Regions from separate parts of the Mus musculus genome. Here regions 2, 3, 4 and 5 are each linked to region 1. The links are chromatin contacts, called in public HiChIP or PLAC-seq and promoter capture Hi-C maps. All regions are on one chromosome and are shown on one strand. Each heading gives the region's core, a stretch centred on a gene start, on an enhancer-like site or on the middle of the called end of the contact. The rest is flanking DNA. Distances are from core to core; before and after follow the strand shown.

Region 1 (3,612 bases), core at 488-2,987:
TGTGTGTCACATGAATCCTTAGAACCTCAGGACGCCCTTTGTAGGGCAGATAAAGAGAGATGAGAGTTGTGTCCCCAGGACTCTATAAACAAAACAAGTCACCCAAGCTTGGTGCTAGGCCATGAAGGCCCCTGTAGCTCTCAGCAACCCCTTCCTTCTCTTCACCTCATCCCCTGGTCTGTAAAGCAATGGCTGAAGGGGCTTCTCTCACTGACTTGTGCCCAGCCCAATAAGCAAGAGTGCCTGACAGCAGCAGGAGGAGGTTCGAAGGAGCCTGGCCCAGGACAGACCCCCTTTCTTGTAAACCAGAAGTACAAGAAGATGGGATTTCCCTCCCGAATTATTTAATCAAGAACTCAGCACCAGAAAAGGCTGGACCAGGAACCTCCAGTTTTCCAGAGGTTCAGTGTGTTGCAGTAATTCCTTCTTCAAAGCGAATTCCTGGACCGACCCTCTTCAGTGCCCATAATCTATCAATCCCTTGTTTGATCTGCAGGCTCCCTAACCATGACCTGAGCAAGGCAGACACATTCCTGTTCTTGACTCTCCCACTCCGGGCACTGTACTCTGAGAGTGTCCTCCATATCTCCTACCTGCCAAACTCCTCACTTGTGCAGCCAAAAGTGGCAGCCTCTAGAAAATCTCTGTAACCCTCATGGGTGACCCAACCAGGCTGCCCTCCTCCGAGCCCCGGAGCCTCCACTCTTACAACCCCTGGAAAGTTATTTACAGCCCGGGCTTATCTCTCCCAGCCCAGGGACAGATCCTTCAGGAAGGGGCTGCCTTTCCCCATATCCCACTCCTTTCACACTGCCTACGGCAGCCACCACAGGAGGAACTAGCACTGCACGAGGAAACCAGGAAAATTGCCCCCAGCGACCATTTATCCTTCCAGGACATCCCTTAGCTTCGGACCTTCAGCAGCTCTTTAGGGAGTCTCCAATCAGATCCCAAGGAGCCGGTACTAACTATCCTTCTGACAGACCGAGTACTCGGAGGCCCCAGAAGGTGACACTTCCCCCAAGGTCCCCAGGTGGAAGGGGTCAAAACTCTCTTAGCAGACCTCCTGGAGGCTGACAGGCCATGATCCCGAACTGGACCCTGTGTCCTGAACTGAGCAGACTCTCTCTGAGTTGTGCCACTTGGAGAGGATGTTTCCCTAGTCCCTCACTGGCCTTTGAGCAACCCTGGCCTGGATGAGAAAATCCGCTCACCCACTTCGCAAGCCCGCGGAGGGTAAGAACAGCATATCACAGAAGAAGTCGCCGAGCTAAGAACGGCTCGCCCACGACGCCCAAGCCAACTTAGCCTCGCAGATTTTGGTGGGCTCACCCAACCTCTCCAGCTTCTCGCCCAATGGCCCATTGGAGTGAAAACGGAGTCCTACTTACAGCCACTTGATGCCATAGCACACGCCGGTGTGGAGCGCCAAGGCAAAGAGCAGAGCCTCGCAGACCTGCGGCCGCGCCCTCATCGTCGCGCGCGCCCGGCGCTCCCGGGGGTCGCACCCTGCAGGAGCCGCACCGAACTCCGCCGCCTGCAGGCCACCGCTGCTGTTCCTGCGCGCACGCCGCCTGCAATCACGGAGAACAGGGCGGCGGGTTAAGGCGGCGCGCGGGCTGGGAGGCGTTTTATTCAAATTACAAAGGAGGGGTCGGGCCGGGGAGGCTGAGCGAGGAAGGAGTCCGCTCTCTCCCCGAACCGCCCGAGACCCGCCGGCGTCAGGCTCGGATTAGGTGAGACCCTAGCGCGGCCGAGGGCGTGTCGCCCAGGGCAGATCAGGGTTGAGCGGCCCAGGAAGGACAGGGTGAAGCAGATAGGAGGTTCTCGGGAGACCCAGCAGAGAGTCTGGAGAGGACCGCAAGGAGGAGACCCCACCACCAGCAGCAGCGCGAAAACCAACTGACGTAGCGACCGCAAGGAGAGGAACTGATCCGGAATATGATTTAGGCTCCTATACTAATCCACGATATCGATTATTAGTTATTGCAGCTTTAATGAGTCTACAGTTTATTCATCTGCGAATGGGGTGATCTGAGCAGAATTCTCCTTTTACAGAGAACAGTCTCCCAGTGTAGCCAGCCATCTTTACTCCTCTCAGACCTGTGATGGGTATTGTCACTCCATCCATCTCAGATGAGGAAACCGAGGCCCAGAGATGTGGAAACATCTGTTCAGTTAGTTGTTAGGCTGTTCAGTTAGTGAGCACCCGTCTGGTGCTGGGCTGTTGAGCTATTTTGTCTACCTGTGCCGGGTAAGCTAAGGGCAGGGAGAACACAGAAGACGGTGCTATTTCTGGGCACCTACTTTCCAGTAAGGGAAGGGGAAACTGCAAAAATGGGGTGGAGGTGGGTGCTCTTTACACACTGAGGCATCTCCAGCGCCTGAAGAGCTACTTCAGACTTGCCACTTCAGTGCCTCGGTCCGGACGAGGCAGCGCCAAAGCTCCCTAGCAGAGCAGGGAAGCTCCAGGCCTGCAAGAGGTTGATTCTGGGACCGCCAGGCGGCGAGCTAGGGCCGCGGAGGAGCCGCCACCCCGCCCGCTTGCAGCCTGCGGAGCTGCTTTCTGAGGCTTGACTCCCTTCTCATCATTCTCACCTCATTAACTCCCTTCCAGGCTTCTCCCAAATTTACCAACACCTGGCATTCGCCCCGAGTCATACACAGCCCCTCTCCTCTCTGGAGCAGCAAGGACAAAGGGATTCCTTCCAAAAGGGTCTACAGAGTCTGAGGAAGGAGGTGCCAGACTTGGGGGGGGGGGGGTCTCTGGAACAGGGAAGAGCGGTTCTCATCTGGCTCTGTGAGTTTGGGCAATTCCTCAACCACCCCAGCCTAAGTTTTCCCTTTTATTAAAAAGCAAAGACCTGGACTCCAGCTTTCTGATCTTCGTCTGATCTTCTCTCTGTATCCGCTATTATTATACATACCTGTGTAGCCTATGCACGCCTGTGTGTTTCAAATGTACAGGCTTGAACACACACACACACACACACACACACACACACACACGTTTGAAACGTCATAGTTTTCTGGGGCCTTCTGGCAGAATCCAGAGGAATTCAAGCAGAAAACCTTGAATTACCCCCCCCCCTTCACAGAGTCCCCCAAGTCTGAAATGCTTGGCACAAACACGACTCCAAGCTGGGGTCTCAACGGGATTTTTGGTGCAGTCCGAATCTTCCTCTTACCTCTTCCGTATCCAGATCTTTCCCTCCCTGTTGGAAGTTTGCACACTTCCCCCAAATCAGAAAAATGTCTGCAGGATCAGATCGCAGAGGAGGGGGGGGGCCTCAAAACACCAGTCATTGTCTCTTTGTTCCCACTTAAAGTGTGGGATCCCCGAAGGCACCCAGAGTTTCTAAGTGGGAAGGGATCGCTAAGTCGCAGAAGGAATCTCAAGGACTTACACCGGGGTATCAATATACGACTCCCAGTGAGAGGAAGGGTGGCCCAAACCGCACAGCAGTCGGTCGGGGACCCAGGCCTCCAGCTATTCCCTGCTCTTCCCAGCAGCTCCAGAGGCCCTAGACTTCTCCTTCCGTCACCCCGGCGCGTTGCTTAAAAGGCACCTTGGTCTCTGGGTACTGATATTATTCTCGTCCTACCTAAGAA
Region 2 (3,906 bases), core at 60-2,559, 180 kb before region 1:
AGCAGGAGGAGGCATTGCAGAGTACTGTTATTTTAGGGCTTGTAATTCCTGTTACTTCATTATATGTTTGACTCTAGAAATAATTGGTTTGTTCAGGATTGATTCTATTTATCCTAGGAGATTTATAATTCATGTCTGTGGCTCTCTGTTTAGACTTTGTAATTAACTCACTTACATTTTTCTACAACTTGTATTTCTAGGCTTCATAGAGCCCAGTGTGCAATTAAACAGACTCAGGTAACTGTTCAGAGACTTGGAAAGGAAATTGAAGAAAAACTAAGACTCACATCGACAAGCAATGAGCTGGTAGGTTCTTGTATAAGTACCTGTTCAAACTCTTGTTTTTGTCAAGCGATTATCATATTATTCTTGGAAAAAAATCTCTAGACCGTACTAATAACGATGCTAATAATGTTGCATTCAGATGGCTGCTGGTGTATTTTAAATGTTAGAAATCAAAGTTCCCATCTGCTAGTAGCGTGAGGTAAATGTGCCACTTTCTATTAGATGAAACTTGAGATATAATTACTTGGGAGGTGACTGGCAGACTGTTTTATTAACGTCGGATAACTGTGAACTCCAAGCATGAAAGGTACAGTGAGTGACCTAGAGCTGCCAGGACAGGGGAGGGGGAAAGGAAGTCAGTGGAACTAACGCACTTGAAGAAAGCATTTGGGTTGGTATTGGTGGCTCAGCTGCTGAGAGCCCTGCCCCCAAGCCTAACACCTGAGTGTGGTCCCTGGGATTCCTGCGGCAGAAGGAAAGAGCTCACTCATTCCTATACGCTGTCCTCTGACTCGCAGGACACACACACGTACGTAAATACTAAACACATAAACAAATGTAAAAAAAAAAATCACTTTATTAGTGTATATACATAGTGCTGGGTTTAATGAAGATAGTTTCTTACCGTTTAATTTGTTCTTTGATTATATTCAGCCAGGATGAATCCACTTTTGAAAGGTGGATTTTAAAATGAATAGGATCAGTTATGAGAGTCTGATTTGTGAAGTGTTCACCTTTAGAGAGATGTGGGTTAGCTGAGGCATTCCAAAGGATCCATGACCTCAGACTGGACGGGCAGATCTCAGGGCTTCACAGCGTCTGGTGCTTTCTGATGCTCTTCCTCAGAGGAAAAGAACGGCGGCTTTCAAACAGCTGTTCTGTGTCGGGAAGCCACGTGTGCACCACTAAATCACACTCTGCTGCAAATGAAGCCACGTGACTTCGAACGGCCTGCAATGTGCAGTGAGTTAGAAAAATACTAAAAACTCACAGCTTGCCCGGCAGTCCCGGGAGCTGTTACCTCCCATATGCAGCCTCTTCCCACTGCCGCTCGCACATGCGCATCCAAAGGCGCCTCTTACACCAAGGGTTGTCCAATCACAGGCCCCTGAGACTGCGGGAGCTATGTGTGAGCAGCTACCTGTGCGCAGGCCCTCTCCTGGGACCTAACGAAACACATTTGTTCATCTTGTAGAGATGCTGAGATTAGCAGTCCATTCCAATGACCTTCATCCGCACACCTGCTCGTGCTGTTCCTGGCCAGAGCAGGTGTCCGTGGTACCCAAGCAGCAGCAGGAGCTGCTTGTCTCTTCATAGCACTTGCCTTGTCTCTGGAAAATCCTCCCTCCACGCTAGAGAAATGGCTGCCTTTTGTGTTATAACTTAGGACCATAAAGGCCTAATGCCAGGCCACGAGAACATTGTAGAGGGAGGGAAAATTATCAGATTTTTTTTTCTGTAATGTACAAAAATGCATTTTTAGGACCTTTGTCTGGGGAGAACTTGCTAGGTTTTATTTTCCTTCCTTTCCTCTCCCAGGCAAGACTGGGAATTGACTTGTTCCATTAAGTGACTGCGTATGCTTTGTCTCAGTGTGGACACATGTCTGCTTAATCCTGTTTTTCTAAACTATGAGTGCTGACACCCAGGGTAAGGTGATAGAACGTGTAAGCTGTAGAGGTCAGGTTCAGAGGGTCACTGTGTGTTTGTATGCCGCCTAGTTAACACAGAAGGAAGTCAAGGGAGTTTTAAACTGGAAGTGAACCTAGAAATCATATAGTTTCATAACATCCCACTGAGAACCACACCCCAGTACACTCAGTCCCTATCTTGCTTGGTTTTCCTATATAGTATTTATTACCATCTAATGTGATAGCTATTTAATATATTTGTGTCTCTCTAAACCATGAGACTTGGGATCCCAACCCCCCTACTCCCATTCTCCCGCTTCCTTTGGTCTCTTTCCCCTCCTCCCTCCTCCCCTTCCTCCCTCCCTTCCTCCTTCCTTCCCAACCTTCCATCTCTTTTGAGTCCCAGGATCTAGACAAATGTTTGACTCATAGAAGATATAAAGTATATATTAAGTATTTGTTGAATTTCGGAATGAGTCCATGGGACTGGAGAGATGGCTCAGCAGTTGAAGGACTTGCTGTTCTTCAGAGGACCCAGGCTCAGTTCCCAACATTTACGTGGAGTGTCTCACAGCTGCCTATAACTCAAGCTCCAGGGGACTGATGGCCTCCATGGGCGTCTGAGCACACAAGGACACATCCACATATAGACACACAAGTGTACACATAAATAAAAACAAAGTAAAAAACAAAAGAGAATGAAACAGAGGAAAAAATATGGCATATTTGATGCTGAAACCAACCAGTTACCTGCCTCAAACTTCTTCTTAATGAATCCTAAGTATGTACCTCTTCAGAGATGGCAGGTTTGTAGCTGAAACCTTAGCATCTTCACATATGCCATACGCGCCCAACATGAACTATGGCACCTAACTGTATTTCCTAGGAGATAGCTGGTATAATGTGCTCACTTGTAATCCAGCACTCAGGAAACCTGAGTCAGGATAATTGTCCTATGTCTGAGGCCAGCCCAGGCTACTTAGTGAATTCAAGGCTGGCCTGAGATACATAGTAAACCCTCTCTAAAATGAGTAGACATATAATAGTCTTTCAGATTGACTTTTGTCATTCTCTGGTGTTCTTTCCCCTGTGGTGCTGTGGTCCAGCTCATCTTGCATTTGCCCTGCCTGTAGCCATCTTTCACCAGGACCCAGCTCCTTAGGTTGGCTGAGGTCTTTAGAAACAAGATCTGGTCACTGTGTGTGCTTGGGTATTGGGGGTGCTCATTGCTTTTAAAGCCCCCTCAGCGTGCATGGCTATCTCTGTATGAATGTATACCTATCTATATTAAAATAAACATGAGTTCATACTAGTGTTTGCCATTCTAATGCCACAGACTTTATTCTGGTTTTCTCATTCATTTTGTTTATTTGCAATATCTTTTTCTGATAGTGAGAAATCTGGCTCTCATTAAGTATAATGTACTTATCCGTTAAGTCCTGGCATATGTGTAAAGTGGTTCCGATTTCTTTTTCCATTCGTTTTGTTATTATAATTATTAGTGTATATTAAATCTTTGTATTAATGGACTCCACTGTGACATTTCCACATATACACATATCACGCTCTCATCGTATCTACCCTCCCCCGCCCTCCCTCAGCCTCTCCCCAGCCGCCTTGCCTGAGTATTCTCTCTGCTAATTTTGGATCATCTGTTAGGCTGTTTTTATTTTAGCTTTTGCTTATGAGAGAAAATATACAATACTCTTTTCCTGTTTTTAATTAGAATTTTTCAATCTTATTTGAAGTTTTGTGCGTGTGTGTGAACATGTGTAAATGTTTTTTGCCTGCATGTGTGTCTACATACTGCATGTGTGCCTGTTGCCTATGGAGGACAGAAGAGGGCATCAGTTCCCTGGTACTGGAGGTACATAAAATTGTGAACCACCATGTTGGTGTTGAGACTCTATCTTGGTTCATCTGGAAGAGCAGCCAGTACTTTTTTAACTACTAACCTGTCTTTCCTGTCTTTATTAATAATGTAAATATA
Region 3 (4,038 bases), core at 1,403-3,902, 210 kb before region 1:
CAGCCTCTGATCTTGTAGCTCCAGGTATCTTAGACAGGCGATGGTGTGATGTGAACTCCCAAGGGCTCGAGTACTGTCCCTGCCACTTTCCCATTTGCAAAGCCCAAGGCCACTCTCTTAAAAATGGCTTGGCAGTCTACCTCAGCTGACCTTCCGTGTTCTTGTCATCTCTGATTTCCTAGAGTCCCCATGTGTCTTCAGTTTCACCCTTACAGCTCCACAGATCATTGTCTTGGGAATTCTCACCCTGCCATGCGTGCGTGTACTGCCTAACCTCCTAGGTCCTCCTTTGAAGTCTGGATGCAGGCCTCTCAGAGCCTGTTTCAATAAGCATGCATGACAAGGACATGTAAGGGTGATATCAAAGTTGGCTGCCAGTTTGAACATTGGCCTCAATCCCTTCACCTCAGCTGTGGTGCCACCTGGATGGCTGGACATAGGCAAACCCTTCCTTCCCTAGATGGTTTTGCTTTTTGGTTCTGGGCTTAAACCTAGGGCCTCACATATGCTAAGCAAATGCTCTACTACACCTGGAGCTATATTCCTAGCTTTCAGAGTCTGAGATTAGTTAAAATTTGTTTTATCCTGCAATGTGCACGGCCTGACCAAATTCTTAAATGTGGTTAAGGCAGTTTTCCTAATGTCCAAATGAAATATGGCTTCTCTTTAGTGGCCCTGACCATATCTTCTTCAGTCCTAGCTTTATGCTCTATTTTTGGGCAAACAGCAAGTTTTTCAAATCCGTTTGCTCTGTTTTTTTTTTCTCTCTCTCTCTTTCTCTCTCTCAGTTCTCACTATGGACTTGGCTAAGCCAGACTCTGGTAATGTTTTTTTCAATGTGATAACAATTCAGTGTGAATGATGAGCTGACTGTATTCCCCTTGCCTTGTTAGTCTGTTAACTTTAAATTTAGCCTAAAAGTCTCAACAAAATGCACCCAAGTTCTTTTAAAAATTAATCTGAGTGGCCTCTAGTTCACTTCCATTGCCATCTGAAATCCCCGTCTGAAAGCTCGCTCACACTGCTGCGTGCTTCATCCTGCTCACTTACCTAAACCTTTCCAGCAAACTGGCTCTAAAGACTTAAAGAATGATGTGATCAGGTTAGTCATAGACATGTCCCTACTCCCAGTATTAATCTTCTGTGTTAGTTTTTCCATTGCTGTGACCAAATAACTGAGAGAAACAGTTCAAGGGTAGAAAGATTTATTTTGCCTCATGGGGTTCAGAGGTGTCAGTCCGTGACCACTGGTTCCATGACTGTGAGCTTGAGGGAAGGCACTGCAATGGTGGTAGCATGTAGGAGCAACTTGGCTTTTGTTGTAAGCTTTTTCCTTTCCCCATCAGAGACTATTTAGGGTCCAGTCTGTGGGATGGTGCTATCCACTTTCAGGGTGGCTCTTCTCTCTTGTAGTGAATTTCTTCTGGGACTGTGTTCACAGATACACCAGAGATATGGTTTGCTAATAGTCTAGGAAAGTCTACTTCAGTAAAGCTGGAAGTCAAGCTTAACGGTCATAGGTAGGATAGAATTCTCCAGTTAACTACTCTCTGATCCAGTCGATACTCAGCTAGTAAGCACTGGAGTCAGTTATCCTCGGCATACAGTAGGTGGTAACAAAACACAACTGGATCTCATCAAGCAGGACCAAGAGCAGGAGACAGCACCCGTGAAATAGCAAGAACCAGGCACACGTGCCTGACTTCTTAAAAAGACTCTCTTCCAGACGTGGACCGCATACCCTTGCTCTGTGAAGCCTCCACAGATCTCACTTCATTCTTTGTACCTTTTTGTATTTTACAAGCCTGCTATGTGCTGACCATTTAGCTTTAATACCCCGAATTTTTTCTTAAAAAAAAAACAAAAACAAAGCAGAAAACAACACAATCCAGGGTTTCTCTATATAGCCTTGGCTGTGTAGACCAGGCTGGCCTTGAACTCACAGGGATCTGCCTGCCTTTGCTTCTGGGGTGCTGGGATGAAAGACAAGCATCACTAGGCCTGGTTGCATTAGTTCCTTTGATAATGTTTATTTGTGGTTCTCCTGCTTTTAAACCAGGTCTCACTCTTTTGCCTGTCTCCTAGACTCAAGTGATTTCTTGCCTGAGGTTGTCAGTCAGCTGAGGCCATAGATGTTTGCCGTTTTGAGTTGTTGTGTATAAAGCTTATGCTGTGTGTGCTTTAGCGTCCCCTTTAGCCCCTTCAGCAACTCTGTTTGTTAGGTGTATGGCTCAGGAAGGCTCAGGGAGTTTTAATGGCTTATTCAGGCTTGCGTGGCATTTTCTTGTCTCCGCCCCCAGTGTGAGGTCTCCCCACTGTTGCCTGCTCTTTCTGATGGGATGCACAGACCCTGTGCTTGGTGAGGCTTTCTTTCATTTTCTTGCACTGTGCTGCAGCTCCGTTTGGGTTTTTTTGTAGATTTGATCAAAGAGCCATATGATCCTAATACGTCTTCAGGCTTCAGAGCTGAACCTTGCAGTGGGTGCAATTGCCAACGTCAGACAGTGTTTCCAAGGCTAAAAGTGAATGTCTTACTGACCGATCCTCCGTGTTATAAACTGCCGCTGTGGAACTGTTTATGTAGAGAACACAGAAAACAGGACTTGTATAATTTCTTTCAGAGCACATTGACTCACTGGCACTGAGTCAGGCATGCCAGTTTTGAAGCTTCAACACGAAGCCATCCCGTATCCTTGGAAACCATGGCTTCTCAGTGCTTGTTTTAAGCCACAGTTTTCCTTTTAATGTAAGTAGATTTTGATGGTAGAAAGAAGTTGTCATGTGGAATTACTTTGTGAAGTCATTTGAATAGACTTGAAACATCGTTTACACATAAGTAAACTCACTAGTCTCAAAGATGCCCGGGCACAGCATGGTGTACGCCCCCACCAGAGGCACAGTGTGCGCCCCCAGCCCCCTTCATTGCAACACACATGCCTGCATCTGCAGCTCAGCCTCGGAGGAGATGGCAAAGTCTCTGATAGGAAGCAAGTGGGGAAGGCACTGGTTTTCTGTGACTTTTTATGGGTTTTCATCAAAAAGCTTCTTTTCCAAATGAATTATTTTGGTGAGGTATTTTTGTTGTGGCACAAATAAAGAGAAGTTGAGGTTTGTTTTATAATTTTTCCTTTTTTTTTTTTTTTTGATACTGCTTTTCAAGTAAAAGTTGGTATGAGCAGTTTTGTTCACATCCTGCATAGATTGGTCACCCCGTAAGCAGGGGTTTATTGCGTCCGTGCTAACTCCTGTGCAGGGGAGACTCCAGGAAGTGCTGGGTTGCTTACCTTCAGAGACCCTAGCCAGGGCCTTCGAGGTAGCTGAGCCCACAGGCACTGTGCATCACATTCTCGCTCCGTGCTTGCTTTTCTAGAAACAGTGAGAGGAGGCCCCATGGCGACCACGAGAACTCCCCTCCTGCCACACACTTAAAAATTAAAGTGGACAAATGGCATGCCATTAACAAATCAGACCCTAGAATTAAAAGTTGAGACTCCCGTTCTGCCCTCCCCAACCTTGCCCATTTTCACCCATTAGGGATAGCTGCCACCTGGAACTCTCTCTGTTTTGACTTCTGGTGGTTATCTGTAAAACTTGACACCAACTTCTTTGTTTCTGTTATTTGATAAATGAGTTTTTAGATAGCGCGCTCTTGGCTTTGGCTCATGAGGAATGAGGAATTCAGGACATTCCTCCCACGGGGCCTCTTCCTTTTCTTCTGTCTTAATACTAGTCACATCTTTACATAATGAAGCTTAGAAATAACTTTATATTTGATAGTATTGCTATCAACTATTGTCTGTCTGTGCACGGACTGAGAATGGAGCCACGGGGGACTCCCTTCATCGTATGACTGTCAATGCTGATGGCCTGACCCCAAGCAGCCTCCACAATGCCACAGCCCAGTGACTGGGACAACGGAGAGACTGTTTAAAAGATTTAAAAATGTAATTATGAATTTGTGTGTGCATGTGTGTTAGGTATTTACACTACATCCGTGTAGGTACCCACACAGGCCAGAGACATTGGGCCCTCTGTGCT
Region 4 (4,088 bases), core at 804-3,303, 160 kb after region 1:
CAGGAGCAGGAGGCGTCTAGTCACACCTCACCCACAGTCAGGCAGCAGGAAGCAGTGAATGCCTGTGCTCTTCTTCTAGGACCAGACCCAAGCCCATGAGATGGTGCTACCCACATTTAAGGTTGGCCTTCCTACTTCAGTTAACCCAATTGAAATAAATCTCCACACCACCCACCCTGAAACATGCCCAGAGACTCGTTTGATGGCAATTCCAAATCCCATCAAATTGACAATCAAGATTAACCTTCACAGAGATTAACTGATAATCCAGGTGGGGCAAAAGGATAATGGAAGATGAAAAGCAAGAGACATATGGAGACTGGTGCACATGGCTGGGGTTAGGGGTGACTGCCCCTCAGTGAGGATTTGGACACCAGGAGTCCCTCGAGGCACCACACACGGCAAGAATGACTAACCCTCCTTGGGAGGGCTGGAGGGGAGTTCATGGAGGGAGGGTGTCTGAACGGACTTTTGGAGAAAGTACAAACGTTCCCAGTTCCACAGAGCTGAGATAAGGTGAGTGGAGCTTAACCGAAGGGAATCTGTGGAAAGGTCAGCAGAGAGGATAGGAAGTATGGAGGCACAGAGTGTGTGAGCACGCTGCTGTGGAGGGAGGGGAGGCAGCTGGTCCAAGTAGTCTGGGAGCTTGGGAGGCATGAGAGGAGAGGATGAGAGCCTGAAACGATGCCGAGACAAGGGTGTGTAAATAGATCCCAGAGGCAAGTAGTTAATGCAGTCCAGCTGCTCCTCTCTCTTGACCTGGTGGTACCAGCTTCCTGAAGGAGCCATGAAGAGGATTCTAACCCATCTGAAGGGTCCTTTTCAAGAGACTGTTTCTGACAGGTAAGTTTTAGAACATAAGATCAGCAATATACACCAAGATCATCTTTGTGTGTTTAGAGATGGTGTTACTATGTAACCTTGGCTGGCATGGAACTTGCTTTGTAGTCAGGCTGACCTCAAATTCTTAGAGATCCATCTGCCTCTGTATCCTGAGTGCTGGAATTAAAAGTGTATCTCGGGTACTTTACCTGCTGAATCCTGCAAGTTCTAAGATATGGAATCAGGGATACTCGGGGAGCTTTGGCTAGCTACTAACTAACTAGACAAAGCTAGTTCACCTGTTTAACTAGCAGTCCCATGGCATGGATTATGTCTATATAAATGCAGTTCTTAGTCAAGCTGTGTGGGGATGTGTGATTTCAGTTCTATTCTTGTTTGGATTTTTGTTTTTCTTGGAGGTGATTATGTCTTGTTTTCTTTTGCTTGGTTTCTATGTACCCATCACTAAATCTTTTTTTGGCCCCTTTGACAGGACAATGCGCTGACTGAATCTGACAGGTACTTTATTATGTCCAGTTATATTGCAAATACTGTGCTGTGCTGGCTCCGGGGGACTCACCTAGGAACAAGACAGACATGATCCCTTCTTCCCCTGAGTTTCTGGTGTAGTGAGGGGTAACGTACAAAGCACAGCCTTCCTTTGGTATCCATGAGCAATTGGTTCTAGAACACCCCCCTCCTTCAGCAGACACTCAGACCCACAGATGCTAAGATCACTTACTTAATATGGAATAATATTTACGCATCATCCCATACACTCCGGGTCCTATCTAGAGTGCTTCCGATGCCTGCCACAATACAAGTGCAGTGTAAACAGTTATACTGTACTGGTTAGGGACTAAGGACATGAAGATCATGTCTGTACACTTTCAGTGCAGATGTAACTTTGTTCCCTGTCTATTTTCAGTCCTTGATTGGCTGGATCCCATAGGGGTGGAAATTATAAACCTACAATGTGAGTGAAAACAGAGACCATGTCTGTCTTGCTCGTAGCTGAATTCCCAGTACCAGCCTTGCATATGACTGAAGATGATAAATTGCCCAACAGCTTTGGTCACCGTGTTGTTCTGTCAAGGGACCAACTGTAATTGTAATTAAATGTTATAATGAGAGAATGTGTGGATCCTCTGGGGACGTGTAGCAGAAACCCCTCACCCAGGGAGACAGGAAAGAGTGCATAATTGAGGAGTAGATGGAAACAATTTACTCCTGCAATCCAGTTATCAAGTACCACTCTGAATGCAGAGAATACAGCACTTAGCAACCCAAGGCAGCAAGCTGCTTGCCTTTCCGGAGCTTGCATTCTAGCGAGGGGAGAAGGTAAATAAACATAGAAGATGATTTCCAATAAAAACAAAACCAATAAAATTAACAGTGGTGTCGTGGGGACGGGTGAGCAGGAAGTGCGGCATGAGGCTATTTTAGGCATATTGGTCATGGAATGTCTTCCTGATAATGCTGAACATGCGCTCTGAGACATGGAAGCAGCTAGCTCCATGAAGAGAAAGGAACCCGGAATGCAAGATCCTCTGGAGGCAGAGCACAGTGAAAAGAACATTAAGGTCCAAGGTAAGTGGTAGTGGCTAGCACTGAGGAAATGGACATAAGCTCCAAGTTGCCTGTCCTACAGTGTCACTGGTAAGCCCCTCCACTGCAGGCTATTTGTCCACTTATTGTAAGACTCATTCCCAACGGCTCGTGAGGCCCCATCCGTCCCAGAGGAGCTACTGGCAGTTAATTGCTGGGTGTCGGGTGGCGCAGAGGGGTCATTTGTTTAGTGGGATAGCCACTGGAAAGTTGCTTATGATCATGCAAGTAACCCATGTGAACTCATGGGCCAGTGAGAGGGACGGAGGGAGAGGTTGGGAAGAAAAGGTTCAATGGAAGTGGGAGGGGAATGGGAAGTGGTAATGGTGCAAATATGATAAAAATACATTATATGCCTGAAGTTACCAAAGAATAAATAAAAACACTGAAAAGAAAATTTCCACTCTCTTTATCCTTCTCCATATTTAAGCAATGTAGAAAACTTGCAAATGAGAATGTTTTTCTAGCTCTTGCTAGACCATGGTTGGCAGGGTACAAGAAGGTATATGGACAGAAGAGGCTCTGGTCTTGATTAACCTTCCCCTAAAGATAGGATTCCAGGAGAGTACCTGGCTGGTCTGGTCTTCAGTGATGACTACACTGCCAGTGTAAGATGAGATACTGTGTTGGGGAGGAGCCTCCACCACATGAAGATACCATGGGCCCCAGGAAACAGACAATTTGATGAGACACTTTCCTCTGCAGCACAGTGACCAGGAGGGCCACAGCCTGGTAGAGTAGTTTCATTGCCTGAAAGTCCTAGGAACCAATGCAGTGGCTGGGTTGGCAGCTCTCCGGGTGTGTGGGAGAGCTGAAGCGCCCCAGGCCAAGAACATAGAAGCTTTAATGGTAAGCAATCAATTAGCCTGTTTCCTTCCTCTGTGGGAATGAACTGTTGATGGAAGCCATGTTCTAGTCCCTTTGACCTGCCTAATTCCTTTATGATTAATTATAGAGGTGACTCAGGCAGAGTGAATAGGTAAGTCCTACCCAGTTGGTGTCCCTGACAGGGACACACAGCAAACCTGGAACTCTGTTGGACAGTATCTCTCAACAGCTAATGCTCTCTGACATGCAACAGGAAAGACTTGCTTAAACTACCACCCACGAGTACCTGGATGCTCACTGGAGACAAGTGTCTGGGAGGCTGGAAGGGACTTTATAGGGAACTGTGATTACCGCATTTTAGGGTGCATTGACTTCTGACTGTTGAGAGTTGCACCAGGATAATATTACAAGCTTAGAGTTCTAAAACCTCACTTCTAGACATACTCAGAACCAGAGCTTTGAGAACTCTCTCTCTCTCTCTCTCTCTCTCTCTCTCTCTGTGTGTGTGTGTGTGTGTGTGTGTGTGTGTGTGTGTGTGTGACTGGAGCTAAACCCAGGGCCCTTGTGGATAGTAGACAAGCTCTCTACCACTGATCCCATAAGCCTAACCCCATCCAACATCTTTTTAAAACTTGTAAACTCTCTTGGATTAGTGGAGTTGAAACTCAGACTAAACTTTGACCCTGCTGGCACAGTGTTATTAAGGCTAGCTGAGTCACAGATACCTAAGGCTTCTCATGTGAAAGGACATGGAATGGAGAAGAATGGCACCCACATTTTAAAACGAAGGCATTTAGTTCAACCCAGCCAACCAAGCATCTGGAAAGCCT
Region 5 (4,109 bases), core at 1,490-3,989, 140 kb before region 1:
GGGAAAGGAGTGAAGGAAAGAAAAGATCAGATCTATGTGATTAGAATATAGTAAGCAGCGCGGGGGAAGAGAGGGTCAGAGAAGGAGGAGATGTCAGCAGGGCCTTGGCTGCTGGAAGGGGTCTCTGATTCATTCTCAGTAAGTGGCCAGTGCCTAGAGCTTCAGAGGGGCTGAGGCATGCGCTGAGCTGTGCTGTCGTCCCTCTGGCTGCTAAGTAGGAATGGCCTGGTGGGAGCAAGAGTAGTGTCGTAGCAGTCTGTTACTCTGCTCTACCCACAAGGCTTCTGGTTCTATTTTGGTTTTCTTTGAAGTGCCTTGTTTCTCATGGCTTCCATAGCTGTCTACACTTAGAATGCTTAGTAAAGCCGAATACATTCTCCAGTCCTTTAAAAATGCACAGTAGCTCTTAAGTCGCTGAAGAGTGAAATGGGAGATAAAACGAAGCCAACATTTAATTTTAGTCCAAGGTCCTGTTCAGTCCACTCCCTGAGAGCCCTAGAGTCAGAAGTTTTAGGAAGGATATACGCTATATTGTGTTCACAGTCTGTGGGACACTCGTGTAGTCTAACAACACAGCACCTTGCCAGGTGCTGAAGGATACAGAGAGGATTAAGGCACCGGTCTGACCTTGGGAAGATTATAGTTCTGTTGTGGGCAACAGATAGGTAATTGAGCCAGGCAAGAAAGTGGTTATTGAATACATACTATGTTAAAGGCTCAAAAAAGTGGGAATAATTCTCTTGGTAGGGGATCAGGAAAACCACTTCATAGAATCAGAGAATGTTTGAAGAAGGGTAAGAGGGTGATTTAAGATGGGTGCGTAAATATGCAGCAACATCAACCAGATATTGATGGTGAGTCTGTGGTTCCAGCACCCGGAGGCAGGAAGATCAGGGATTCAATGCCAGCTCCCACTACATGAGAGTTTATTTTGAAAATTGCAAGAGTAGTGTTTGATGTTATGAGATTACTTTAGTTCTGTGAGAATTTCCTTTATGGATAGAGAATTACCTTGTTTTGTTGTTTCAATTTTAAAAAGAGAAAGAAAGAGATGAGGGAAAGAGAGAGAGGAAGTAAAGGAGGGAGAGAGGGAGGGAGGAGAGGAAAATAAAAGAAAATTGAGACTTTGAAAATTTCAAACATTTTTCCATCCAAGGACTCACCTTAACTGGTGGCAAAGCTTAATGTTACCACTGATCTTCCTGAATCTAGGATCTTCCTTATTCCTGTCATGATGCAACTTTCTTGTCTTTTAATAATGACCTCCTGAGCATCCACGGACTTTTTAGTGTTCTATAGCAGTGCATTCTGGGAGAGGTTCTAGGAAAGGGATTTCTAACGGTTTTCTCATGATGTCCATGAACCTTTGCTGGATACGGATTAGCACTGCATGGGTCAGTGATGTTTGGGAAACCCCACCAGGGGCCCTGTATTTATTATGCTTTTCTGAATGACTCAGTTATTGTTAGAGCTTGCCAGAGAGAGCTGGACACAATGCGAGGAAAGGGTCCAGAGAGGAACGCTCATCTGAGTTCCATTGACTGAGACATTTAGTTTAAAAACGAGAAATGAAAAGAAAAGAAAAAACCCAATGTTTGTGCTTGTGTGTTTTTAAGTAATCCATAACACGAGAACCTTTTGTGGTAATGAGACCCAGGTGTCCTCTGTGTCTGTGTCCCTTCATGCAGGCATGATTTCTTGGAAAGGAGAGTCCATATGTCAAACAGTGTTTCACTGAGAACATGGAATGACTTCATAACTGCTGTGGCACTGATTAGAGTCTTAACTATTTTGTCCTGTCTGCATCAGAGGGTGCTGGGTCCCTTAACAGAGGAGCTGCCTCAGGGACTGGGAAGGCGGGATGGTAAGAGCTTTGAGATCACTCTGCACTCAGATGCATTGTCATATGAACAGTTTGTCCAACATAGAACTAAAGGAACGCTGAACTGACTTATAATGTTTGTGTAGCTGTTGTGTGTTGGTAAGAATTTTTATCATAAAGATTATACACAAAAGCTCTAGCTTTGAGTGGCTTTCTACATCTTAAGAACAAATCATAAGTACCTACTATAAGGGAACTGTGGCTTTGCTTCCAAGCCCTTCGAACACTGTTGAGTTAGTATCATTTCACATACCTAAGTCTTACAGTTCACTCCCTTGCTCCCAACCATCCTCCCTCCCTTCCTCCCTCCCTCCCTCCCAACCTCCCTCCCTCCAGCTTCTCACTAGCAGAAGTATCATGTATGACCTTTCTAACTCCCTAGAGCAGCCTCGGAAACCCACACCTCTGCTCTGTGTTAGGTGTGGCGGGCATCGTTAATGCTTGCTGGAAAAGCACATCTCAGAGGGCCATGTTTTGGCTTTGTCAGGTAAAACATCTTTCAGATCTCAGAATGCTGGGAACCTTAAACCTTTTGGTTTTCAACTAAAATGATTGGCAACAGACTGTGACATCTGAGGTTGCATGGCCTGCAATCACCGTAATTAACCACATGAGTTCCCATTTTCCCACTGGAGGCTCAGTGGTCTTGGGGTGATGAAAGTGACTTCCCTACCAGGAGGTGGTTTTCCTTTTGAGGGTATTGAAATACCCCTGGGCCCTGTAAGGCTCCACGCGTGATCCTTTTAAAATGCTTTTTAATATAAAGCTTCAATATTGGAAATCCAACACCACGGTGTTTAACTGTGAGGCTGGTGAGGCGCTACGGCCTGGACCGGGAAACCTTGCATGGTGTTTAATAGGTAGAGCGGGGAGTCGTGTGGCTACAGCGGAGACCTGGGCAGCCTGAACTGAAGCTCATTTCCAGTATTACTTAACTCTGCTGCCCACTGTCTCCTTTGATTTCATGTCTGTGCGTCATCTCTCTTCGAGATTCCCTTTTAGGTCGACATTTAAGCAGAATTGGCTTTGTTCACTGAGGAGGGAGGTGAAGTGAGATCACTCCTTTGTTCTTTTAATAAAGGTGTGTATGTAGTCTAAAAACATGCAAATGTAATTTTTCTTACCATTATCCTTTTAGTAATTTGAGAAGCATGCAGATGCTTGAGGTATTAACTGCTGGTGGTTTGTATTTGACTTTTTTGGAAGGTTCATCAAAAGACTTTTTTGTTGCTTCCTGAGAATTTTAACCCCTTTCCTACCGGGTTCTGCAGGAAGGCGGGGAAAGCTGAGTGTTAGCTCCGTGGTGGGCACTGCAATGCTGCAAGTGTGAGCCCCCTTAGTCCTCCTCCTCTCCTTTCAGAAAACGGTTCTTTAGACACAGTCCTTTTGCTCTGAGGAATGGTTTTAGTTTGGTGGCTCTGCTTGGTCTAGAAAGTGGGAGGCTGAGTCTCCACTGTGAAAGCTCTCCCAGTCTCAGCTGTGACTCCACACTTAGATATTGGGGAGCAGCATATTTTCAGGCCCAGAAGCAGTTTCCCCATTCATTCCACTGCTGTTGGTTTTTACCGATACGATTTTGACCAAGCTGTCCCACCTGGGCCTCATCTGTGTCATCGGGGAATTGATGGCATTACATGCCATGATATCTAAGATTTCTCTTATGAGAGAATTCATAATTTAAATTACTTTTTGTGACTGGAGAAAAACCTCCAGTTGGTAAAGTGCTTGTCCCATGAGCATGGGGACCTGAGTCTAAGCTCCGGCACCTCCATGAAAAGCCATATGTGGTGGTGCTTGCCTGTGACCCCAGTGTGTGTGGGGGCTCCCTGGACTCAAGTTAACTCTGCCAGACCAGTGAGCCCCCTGAACAAGACAGACAGCTCCTGAGAAATGACACCCAAGATTAATTTCCAGCCTGTTCTGGCACGCGTGTGCATGCACATGTGCACACACACACACACACACACACACACACACACACCTGCATGTGCACACACATTAAAAGTAAAGTACTTTTAGTTGCTAGTATAGTATGATTTTTAAAGTTTCTACAAAGGCAAAATTGTTAATAAAGTCTTTGGTTGTGTCTGGGGAGGAAGACATCCTCTCTGGAAATAATTGGGATGCTAGTTAGGAGTGACCCCGCAGTCACCTGAAATGGATGTTATTCTACTTTTTCATGAGGTGTTTGGAGAGAACAAGAAGTACTGCCTGTGATGCCTTTTTG

What was found. Promoter capture Hi-C pulls out the DNA fragments that hold promoters and counts their contacts. HiChIP or PLAC-seq counts read pairs in DNA pulled down with a chosen protein or histone mark.
Region 2: a contact with region 1 is called in a promoter capture Hi-C map of hippocampal neurons, with 4 times the contacts expected there. The contact joins the enhancer-like site here to the promoter of Wnt11 in region 1. A contact is called at or near these places in 12 of 39 promoter capture datasets (3T3-L1-derived adipocytes, cranial neural crest, embryonic stem cells and 7 more), 4 of 484 Hi-C or Micro-C datasets (the N1E-115 cell line, cranial neural crest, embryonic stem cells and 1 more), 12 of 115 datasets of contacts at active chromatin or transcription factors (craniofacial prominence, differentiating embryonic stem cells, embryonic forebrain and 9 more) and 3 of 9 other capture datasets (adipose tissue, embryonic stem cells and liver).
Region 3: an H3K4me3 HiChIP or PLAC-seq map of forebrain shows a contact between it and region 1, with 4 times the contacts expected there. The contact joins the enhancer-like site here to the promoter of Wnt11 in region 1. A contact is called at or near these places in 13 of 39 promoter capture datasets (the 3T3-L1 cell line, the C10 cell line, the HPC-7 cell line and 9 more), 4 of 484 Hi-C or Micro-C datasets (embryonic fibroblasts, nephron progenitors and uterus), 17 of 115 datasets of contacts at active chromatin or transcription factors (bone marrow-derived macrophages, craniofacial prominence, differentiating embryonic stem cells and 12 more) and 3 of 9 other capture datasets (adipose tissue, liver and pancreatic islet).
Region 4: an H3K27ac HiChIP or PLAC-seq map of embryonic fibroblasts shows a contact between it and region 1, with 4 times the contacts expected there. The contact joins the enhancer-like site here to the promoter of Wnt11 in region 1. A contact is called at or near these places in 6 of 39 promoter capture datasets (the 3T3-L1 cell line, the SN4741 cell line, cranial neural crest and 3 more), 9 of 484 Hi-C or Micro-C datasets (cerebral cortex, embryonic fibroblasts, embryonic stem cells and 3 more), 7 of 115 datasets of contacts at active chromatin or transcription factors (craniofacial prominence, embryonic fibroblasts, embryonic limb bud and 3 more) and 2 of 9 other capture datasets (adipose tissue and embryonic stem cells).
Region 5: a contact with region 1 is called in an H3K4me3 HiChIP or PLAC-seq map of embryonic limb bud, with 3 times the contacts expected there. The contact joins the enhancer-like site here to the promoter of Wnt11 in region 1. A contact is called at or near these places in 10 of 39 promoter capture datasets (the 3T3-L1 cell line, cranial neural crest, embryonic stem cells and 6 more), 2 of 484 Hi-C or Micro-C datasets (group 2 innate lymphoid cells and pre-megakaryocyte-erythroid progenitors), 5 of 115 datasets of contacts at active chromatin or transcription factors (craniofacial prominence, embryonic forebrain, embryonic limb bud and 2 more) and 1 of 9 other capture datasets (adipose tissue).

Annotation. Positions count from the first base shown.
Region 1 is chr7:98,836,970-98,840,581 of GRCm38.p6, reverse strand. It overlaps Wnt11 (wingless-type MMTV integration site family, member 11), which reads right to left and starts at 1,737. Exons shown (of 5, transcript NM_009519.2): 1 at 1,392-1,737. The coding sequence starts at 1,474.
Region 2 is chr7:99,012,969-99,016,874 of GRCm38.p6, reverse strand. Uvrag (UV radiation resistance associated gene) reads left to right here. Exons shown (of 15, transcript NM_178635.3): 7 at 201-306. Among named protein-coding and RNA genes, the nearest start is that of Uvrag, 130 kb to the left of the region's middle. Within about 2 kb of position 1,309, at least 25 of the 459 cell types and tissues checked have an H3K27ac peak or open chromatin away from gene starts, as enhancers often do. A contact at or near this core is called in hippocampal neurons, where this site is marked.
Region 3 is chr7:99,045,330-99,049,367 of GRCm38.p6, reverse strand. All of the region lies in intron 6 of Uvrag (UV radiation resistance associated gene), which reads left to right. Among named protein-coding and RNA genes, the nearest start is that of Uvrag, 94 kb to the left of the region's middle. Within about 2 kb of position 2,652, at least 30 of the 459 cell types and tissues checked have an H3K27ac peak or open chromatin away from gene starts, as enhancers often do. A contact at or near this core is called in forebrain and neural progenitor cells, where this site is marked.
Region 4 is chr7:98,676,841-98,680,928 of GRCm38.p6, reverse strand. No RefSeq gene overlaps it. Among named protein-coding and RNA genes, the nearest start is that of Emsy, 22 kb to the right of the region's middle. Within about 2 kb of position 2,053, at least 19 of the 459 cell types and tissues checked have an H3K27ac peak or open chromatin away from gene starts, as enhancers often do.
Region 5 is chr7:98,981,846-98,985,954 of GRCm38.p6, reverse strand. All of the region lies in intron 11 of Uvrag (UV radiation resistance associated gene), which reads left to right. Among named protein-coding and RNA genes, the nearest start is that of Gm33827, 110 kb to the right of the region's middle. Within about 2 kb of position 2,739, at least 9 of the 459 cell types and tissues checked have an H3K27ac peak or open chromatin away from gene starts, as enhancers often do. A contact at or near this core is called in embryonic limb bud, where this site is marked.